Regions from separate parts of the Sus scrofa genome. Here regions 2 and 3 are each linked to region 1. A link is a contact called in public HiChIP or PLAC-seq data. All regions are on one chromosome and are shown on one strand. The core of a region is the stretch at or near the end of the contact, and the rest is flanking DNA. Distances in the headings are between cores, read along the strand shown.

What was found. HiChIP or PLAC-seq counts read pairs in DNA pulled down with a chosen protein or histone mark.
Region 2: a contact with region 1 is called in an H3K27ac HiChIP or PLAC-seq map of alveolar macrophages. The contact joins two enhancer-like sites. A contact is called at or near these places in 1 of 47 Hi-C or Micro-C datasets (alveolar macrophages) and 1 of 2 datasets of contacts at active chromatin or transcription factors (alveolar macrophages).
Region 3: an H3K27ac HiChIP or PLAC-seq map of skeletal muscle shows a contact between it and region 1. The contact joins two enhancer-like sites. A contact is called at or near these places in 1 of 47 Hi-C or Micro-C datasets (skeletal muscle) and 2 of 2 datasets of contacts at active chromatin or transcription factors (alveolar macrophages and skeletal muscle).

What each region holds. Positions count from the first base shown.
Region 1 is chr3:9,388,499-9,391,198 of Sscrofa11.1, forward strand. All of the region lies in intron 1 of CUX1 (protein CASP), which reads left to right. Among named protein-coding and RNA genes, the nearest start is that of CUX1, 73 kb to the left of the region's middle. Within about 2 kb of position 1,288, at least 15 of the 83 cell types and tissues checked have an H3K27ac peak or open chromatin away from gene starts, as enhancers often do. A contact at or near this core is called in alveolar macrophages and skeletal muscle, where this site is marked.
Region 2 is chr3:9,234,933-9,237,661 of Sscrofa11.1, forward strand. No RefSeq gene overlaps it. Among named protein-coding and RNA genes, the nearest start is that of MYL10, 38 kb to the left of the region's middle. Within about 2 kb of position 1,334, at least 3 of the 83 cell types and tissues checked have an H3K27ac peak or open chromatin away from gene starts, as enhancers often do. A contact at or near this core is called in alveolar macrophages, where this site is marked.
Region 3 is chr3:9,561,524-9,564,224 of Sscrofa11.1, forward strand. All of the region lies in intron 8 of CUX1 (protein CASP), which reads left to right. LOC110259890 (a long non-coding RNA gene) reads right to left here. Exons shown (of 2, transcript XR_002342308.1): 2 at 1-2,701. Among named protein-coding and RNA genes, the nearest start is that of SH2B2, 110 kb to the right of the region's middle. Within about 2 kb of position 1,423, at least 2 of the 83 cell types and tissues checked have an H3K27ac peak or open chromatin away from gene starts, as enhancers often do. A contact at or near this core is called in skeletal muscle, where this site is marked.

The DNA of each region.
Region 1 (2,700 bases), core at 38-2,537:
CATTTCCCCTAATACAGCCGCTTTAAATTCTTAGATGGGGGCATTCCTGTTGTGGTGCAGCGGTAACGAACCCGACGGGTATCCATGAGGACTCGGGTTCCATCCCTGGCCCCACTCAGTGGGTTAAGGATCTGGCGTTGCTGTGAGCTGTGGTGAGGTCAGAGACGTGGCTCGGATCCGGCATGGCTGTGGCTGTGGCTGTGGCTGTGGCTGGGGTGTAGGTTGGCGGCTGCAGCTCCAATTCACCCCCGAGCCTGGGGACTTCCATTTGCCTTGGGTGCGGCCCGAAAAAGACAAGATAAATAAATCTCATGTAGGATTTGCTGTTGATTCGTTGGCAGATAAGCCCTAAAGAACCATCACATGAACCAATTCTTTGGATTAAAGTTAGGGGCAGTAAAAAGACAATACTTTACCCCTCAGATGCCTGGTGGCCAGGGTGTCCTCCCTGCCAGCCTGGGGTGCTGGGGCAGAGGGGACCCGGGTGTGTCTGCCCAGAGTACTGGCAGGCCGGGCCTGAGGCCTCAAGGAGACAGAATCTTACCGAAGCCCTGGTTTAAAGCAAACAGCTGACATACTCAGTTGGGAGGTGAGCGCTTCCAAACTGGTCATTGACGTTGTTAGAGACGTGTTTTCTTTGGGAGAAATTTCACCCACAGTTTCTTTTAAATAGGCAGCTCTATGGTCGCTTTTTATTTTTGTGTGTGTTTAATAAGCCTTTAATACTTGGCTGAGAGGCGGGAGTTCGGGGAGAAAGAAACCTCCAGGGTTGGGAGCTTTGCCCCTGGAGGATCTGTCGGAAACGGAGGAATAAGATCCCAGAAATTTGAGGCAGTGAGGAGAACAAGATCGCAGCGTCCGCAGCGCTTGTGCACTTAGTTCCCCCGTTTCATGGGCTGGGGTGTCCGCAGCCAGAGGTCCTCCCCTGGACCTTGTCGCGTCCTGACTTTGAAAGAGGCCCCCACAGTTCCTGCGCCCAGGTGCCGTCCTTTCCCGATGCTTTGCCTGTACCGGCGCCGGCTTTTTCCGTCTCCTTGGAAACCCCGGGGTTCAGAGGCCGTGGGTTTGCTGCCACCGTGGCCAACTCGCCATCAGCTGGGACCCGGGGCCGCCAGGCAGGCCTCTCCGGCAGGGGGCCAGTTCTGAGCAGTGGGGGGCCGCCCTCCCCCGCCCTGCCCTCAGAAGGTTGGGGCTCGACTGAGTGGTGTTCTCGGTGACGGGCCACCTCTTCCTCGTTCACACAACCTGAGACTGGCCAGTGTGCAGTGTGTTGTGCAAGAAACAGCTGTTGTTTTGACAACGGATGTGCCTGCCTCACTTTTTGAATCACCAGCCTGAGTCAGGGGGTCATCTGTCCAGGCCTCTGTCCCCGGGCAGGTGGACGCGGAGACCGCGCACTCGTGTGGGATGTGAGATACATTTCTGTAACCAGGTGTATGTGCATTTTTCACATGAGCAGTGGGTATGTGTGTGTGTATATGTATAATTAATGTATATTGCAGCTCTTCCAATTAGGTAATTCATGCATGTGGCAAAAGAGCAGAAAGACCTATGCTGAGGGTCGAGGCCCTGCCTCCCAGCTCCTCCCAGAGCGGAGCTCGGCTACAAGTGTCCTCCGTATCTTTCTGGAGACAGCCCAAGCTTCCGCAAGCGTCGGTATAGATACTCTTTTAAACAGTGTAGCGTTGTTTTACACTCTGCTTTTTTCACTTACATATCTTAAAGATCATTCCAGCTCATGCAGTAGGACTGTACTTTTTTTTTTTTTTTTTTGACTATTGCAAAATAGTTCTTGAATGGATGTGCCCATATGTTATTGCTGGACTTTCAGGTCATTCTAGGGTTTGGTTTTGTTTTGGGGTTTTTTGGGGGGTGCGTGCGTGAGAGAGTTTTTAATGCCTTCCAAATGCAGGGATGCTTCACGCTCCTTTGTGTGTGTGACCACTGGGGGCCTCTGAGTTTTAGGCCCCCACTGCCCCCTCCCCTGGAACGTTAAATTCCCTTTTAACGTGTCGTAATGACATGTGGCACTTGGAGGATTGGCAGGCTGGATAGATAAGAAAACAGTGTTTGGCTTTTGTTTCAGAGCCGTCTCCTCCCTTCGCGTTGTCCCCGGAGCCCTAGACGGCGTCCTCCAGGGGATTGGGTGGCGTTTGTTTAGTGGACTCTCCGTTGAAGACTGAGTCTTGTTCTGAGCAGCCAGACCCAGGGCAGTGGAGGCTCAGACTCTCATCCTCGTTGTGCCAGTCTGTTTCCGTGGTGGCCGCGGTGGTTCCTCCTGCAGGCCTGTCTGCCGTGTCGGCACGGGTAGGGAACTGCCGGCAGCGGGTCACCTCGGGCACCCTGGCCCTGCGGCCCAGCGATGGAGGTGGGTTTGCTCACCTTCCATCAAGTGACCTGTGCCCCCGCCATTGGCCTTCCAGACTGATCTGCCCACAGAGCGCCCCCCGCCCCCGCCGGGCCGGGCTGGGACCTTCAGAGCGAGAAGAGCACACGGGGACCCGAGGGTCCCAGAGGGACCCACAGACTCCATGCTCTTGGGCTTCTCCTGTAGTGCTCCCCCACGGTCCCCAAGCTCTTCCAGTTAGATGGGAAGGCGGGGTGGCAGTGGGGACCCCATCGTCTCCCCTGTGCCCCCAGCATCTAGCCCCTGGCGGCAGAAGTCACCAGATGCCGTCTGATTAGGTGACACCCCCTCCC
Region 2 (2,729 bases), core at 84-2,583, 150 kb before region 1:
TCAACCTCTCCCAGGCGGCTCAACCACCAGATCCCCCTGCCTCGGGTGCTCATGCCCCTGACCCCGGCCCAAGCTCTCCTCCAGGCTCCGGGCTCCAGGCTTTCTCTACTACCTCGGCACTTGACTCCTGGGCTGCTCACTTGGTTCCAGGGGCCTGGCCGGCTTCTCTAAGGCACCTGCTTCTAGGCGGTGGTGCCGAGGCGGATAAATAGGTGAGGGACAAGAAGCTGCGAGTCGGGGTGGCGGCCAGCCCCCACCCCCCGCAGGTCCTTTCTTCTCTCTGAGTTTTTTACCTAGAAAGTGGGATCGATCCCAGCTCACGGAGTAAAAATGAGGTGGGCACGGAGGACTCCTGGCATCGGGCATGGCACGGACTTGGTGCTCCGCAAGGGACAGTGGCTTAGGGATTAAACTTTATGTCTCCTTTGCCCTCTTGATGCCGGGGTCCTCGCGCCTCACCGTGGCTCAGGCTGCAGCTCAGAAGCATCTGATAAACAGCTGCCCACATCCCAAGGAAGAGCGTGGTCCCTCTTTGGCAAAATCAGCCCAATCCCTGCCCCCCTTCAGCTTCCAGAGACATAGAGGAGGCCTTCAGACCCCAACCTCCAGAACCGTGAGGAAAAAAACTCTGTTATTTAAGCCCCGTCGTCTATGGTCCACTTTGTTACACGGGCGCAAGGTGACTAAGACTGGGTAGGGGATGAGACTGTGGCTCAGAGGGGCCCAGGGACCAACACAGTCAAGCAGCAAACCAGAGCAGAGACTAGACACAACCAAAGCAAAATATTAATTTTCTTTTTTTTTTAAAAAAAGGAAGACCAGGGGAGTTCCTGTTGTGGCTCAGAGATAACGAATGAACCCAAACAATATCCATGAGGATTTGGATTCGATCCCTGGCCCCACTCAGTGGGTTAAGGATCCAGCATTGCCATGAGCTGTGGGGTAGGTTGAAGACATGGCTTGGATCCCACGTGGCTGTGGCTGTGGTGGAGGCTGGCAGCTGCAGCTCCAATTTGACCCCTAGCCTGGGAACCTCCATATGCCCGGGGTGCAGCCCTAAAAGGAAAACAAAAAAAGGAAGACCAGGTGTTTCCGTTGTGGCTCAGCCAGTTAAATACCCAACTAGTCTCTGTGATTAAGCGGGTTTGATCCCTGGCCTCACTCAGTGGGTTAAGGATCCTGTGTTGCCCCAAGCTTTGATGTAGGTCTCAGATGAGGCTCAGATCTGGTGTTGTTATGGCTCTAGCGTAGGCCAGCAGCTGCAGCTCCGGTTTGATCTCTGGCCTGGGAACCTCCATGTACCACGCAGCTTTAAAAAAAAGAGGAAGACCGAAAGGATGAAATTACAACATGCATCGTCACTGAAGAGGCGGGGTGAGGCAGAACACGGCGGGGAGAGGGTGGCTCTGGGGGGATGCCTGCACTGAGCCCCAAGCCTCTGTCACCCCCGAACACATCATCCCCCACCTTGTATAACCAAAAAAGCCCTGCCGTCCAGTCACAGGGCTAATGCCCTGAGCACGGAGGGGTAGGCTGGGCTGGTTCAGGCCAAGCCAGCCCCGGTGGTCCCCAGGGATCCCAGAACCAACATCGAAGCCGGAGCAGGATTGCTGGATCATACGGCAACTCTGTCTTTAGGTTTTTGAGGAACCTTCGTACTATTCTCCAGAGCAGCAGCCCCAATTTACATGTCCTGGGCTCTGCTTGGAGTGTCATCAATAGAATGACAGGCCGGGGCGGGTAGGCTCTGAGTAGTGACATGTGGAGGCTACTTACCCACCCCTGGAGAGGGATCGGGTGCCCCCGGCCACGGCGGGAGAATTTACACCACAGAAAGCGGCAGACACCACTTACTCCTTCTTCCTCTCCTTCCTTCTTTCTCTCCATCTCTGCCTCTGCCTCTTTTTAAATACTTTAACAGAGTCACCTCCCGGCCTCAGGGGGACCATCAAACACAAGGGGGACATGGTTTCTGAGGTTCGACAGTGGAGGGGAAGGGGAGGGAGACACAGCAGCAGACCCAAGCCATGGAGCATCTGTTCATTCTGCCCCAAGGAACTGCAGAGCTGATCAATCCGCGAGGTTGGAAGGCAGGGCTCTCCTGAACTCAGGCAGCCCCCAGCATGGAGTTGGCCTAATTTGGACATGGGTTCAGCGAAAGCTGGCCTTTGAACACTTAAAGAAAAAAAAAAAAGGCTTTTCTAAGCTCTAAGCAGGGTCATGACAGAGATGCTCAACCTGCTCAAGGAAAATGCAGAAGTGCCCGGCCAAGGATCCAACCTGCGCCGCAGCAGGGACTGGAGCTGCGGCAGTGCCAATGCCAGATCCTTAACCCACGGCACCACCAGGGAACTCTTCCAACACTTTTAAGGCATGCATTTAAGCGCGGCCAGCTTTGCTCTTTTCCATTTAGCAGTGTTTGCTAAGTGACAGCTGTGGCCAAGCCCTGACGAGTCCACGCACTTTCTGTGCCACAGTGGCCTTGCTGCCCCATCGCGGGATCTGACTGCCCCCAGGTCCACAGCCACGGTAGCTGCCTCCCACCCATCTGACTCGCCCCCACTCGTGGCCACGTGATCCATGTGTGCTGGCTGGTCCGGCCCACACCTCAAGCAAGTGGCTGGCAGGGAGGCCTGCAGGGAGAAAGCCAGTACCTACTCCCCTGGACAAGATCAGTGGCTTTTCATTCTGTTTCAGCCATCAAACGTGCTTTACACGAGAAATCGTAG
Region 3 (2,701 bases), core at 173-2,672, 170 kb after region 1:
CCAGGGATTGAACCCGCAACCTCATGGTTCCTAGTTGGATGCATTTCTACTGTGCCACGACAAGAACTCCAGGATGCTACATCTTTCATGCAGCCACCATTCGATTATCACATCAAAAAATCAATACTTAAATGTTGATTTACCCCTAAACATCCCAGATGAGGTGTTTTAAAATGGGGGTGCATCAGGCCAAATAAGACCCCCGCCTTGCGGTTGGTTGGCCTGCCTCTGAGTCTCATTCACTCTGCAGATCCCCCGCTGTCTCTTTTTCCTTTCCCTTCAGTCTGTTTGGAAGGAAAGCAGCTCATTTGTCCTGAAGAGTTTCCCCCCCCTTTTAGATCTTGCCGTCACCCTCTCCAGATGCAGTTGGGCCTGTTCCTCTGTCCTCTCGTTCCTGGCCGTTCGTAGCGGAACCTAGAGGCTTGATCCGATTCTGCCCGGAGATCTGGAGCCGCGCCCGCTCCATCGGTGGTTGTGATGACCTTCTAGGGGCCTCGGGGGTGAAAATTAACTCTGCCCAGAAGGGAAAGAGCCTGCTTTCCATTCACAGCCGTGAGAACGAAATGCGTGCGGTCGTTGTGGTCTACGGTTTTGTTACGTCATCCTCGTGGCAGTTTCTTTGAGGCTGTCACGCGCCACGCTCGGCCCAAGGTCAAAGGACCAGAAGGCAGGCGAAGAATCGGGCCCCCTTTGCCCTGCCAGCCCTACGCTGGTGGCTCTAGCCTACAGTTCCCCTAGTTTCACCTCCCGTCACTGCATCCTGCTTATGACCCCGTGGCACTTGATTTCGGGAGGGAAAGGGATTTTCACATCCAGCCTGCTCCCCCCATTGCTTTAGAAGCAACAGTTCTGGAGAACGTTAGAGAAATGGCGAGAAGCATCCACGGATGAATCAGGACCTTGATCCCAAAGGCTTCAGTGATCTCGGGAGCAGCTGCCTCGTAAATTAATTCTCCAGCCACAGCTGTCCCGCGTCCCTGCCCAGAGAGGACTGACGCCTGAGTGACGGTGGTGGCTGTTTCTGATCACACTGAGGGTCGCCCTCTGGGGAGTGACCCACCTGGCAGAGCTGCCCCACTGGCTTGGCGCAGGTGGGACATGCCCCGGGTGGGCTGTCGCGGGCCCCTTGATCTGTCAGCCAGACGCAGATTAAACTAAAGGAGGATTTTATTTCACTTATTTCATGTAAACAAGTCAGTTAAATAGTGAGGCAAGACGGGAAATTTTCTTCCCATTTGGGATTGATGAGCCTTAACTAAAATTGATTTTAATGGTTACTTGTATCATTTAAATTTAAACATAGTGGTCATAAAAGGGAACAAATTGTGGTTAATTTCTGAGCAGGCAGAGGTGACCTTCTGGCCACTTAACTGTCTCTCCATACAGTTTCCTTTCCAACAAGAGTGAAAACCACTATGTCCAGGGGGGCCGATGTAGCAGTCCAGCGCCGCAGCTGTCTCTCGATTTGATTGGACAGGGTGGGGCTGCTCTGGGGTGACACATCCGATCGGGGACTTGGAAGGGTGCCCGGCGGCCTCCCCCGAAAGCAGAGGTGGCTTAACCCGGGTGGGCAGTGAGGGGACCGACCCTGCGGCTGGGATTGTCAGGAAAACCCTTCCGCAGAAGACACCTTCTCCTTCCCTCCCTTCCTGCCCTCGGTGTTGGGTCCCTGACAGGCATCAGGCACAGGGGGAGAAGCGGGGATCCGGGCTGAGCGGCGTGCAGTCCAAGAGCTTGTGGTTGGCACATACTTTTTCTTCCAGGGGGGTTGTTGCCTTCTGTCCAAAGGCTATGAAAAGGGGTAAGAAAAGCGAATTATTTCCCTGCTGCCAAAACAACTTACAAACTTTTTCCTTCAAAGTCATATTTACAATTTGGCCAAACAGTCCAGCACTTTCCGCTCTTTAAAATACCAGCCAGTGAGCCGCTGCCCGCCTCGCGCAGCACCTGAGCGCGGCGTCGCAGGTCTGTGTGGCTGGTCAGCCGGGACTCAGTGAGCGCAGGCCGGGTTCTCCGCGATCGTGGCTGTGAACCCACAAGTGATCAACATCCGAGCAAGATACTCGGAGGCAGAAAAGGGGCAGTGAAAATAAATGAGTGGACGACGGGGCGCAGGGCTGGCCCGGGACTCTCAGAGAGCCGGGGCCTGGCTGGCGACAGTGGCCCCCATGGGGATCTCAGTAGAGGGGACAGCCAGGCGGACAGGTGCGGTGGTTTCAAGGAACAGCCTAAGACGAAAGAGTCCATAAGAGTGTGTGTCGATTGAGCTCCAGAAGGAAATCTGCCCAGAATGCGTGTCACTAGTGGACTGACAGGGCTCGACCCCAGCTCACCAGCTCTGGGAGACAGCTCTGCACTTAGGCCTCTTTGTCGGGTTGGAAAATCGAGAGAATCCAAGCCGGGAAAGGAGCCGAGGTGTTTATGGGAGAGAGTCCTCTGCTCCCTGCAGGGTTCCTGGCCCAAAAGATGCTTTGAGTTCAACCAGGAGGGAGGGAGCCGAGAAGCAGCTCACGGAACCCACCACCACCCACCACCTGCCACCTGAGGCAGGACTGGCCTTGACCCTGCCCCCGGCCTGGGAGGCTGCAGACCTGGGAAGGGAGGTGGTGGGAGGCGGCCGGGGGGAGCCAGGCCCGGTACAGACAGTGCGGGGCTCGCCTGCCAGGCAGCGCAGTGAGCCTGTACAGGTGGGATGTGGGCC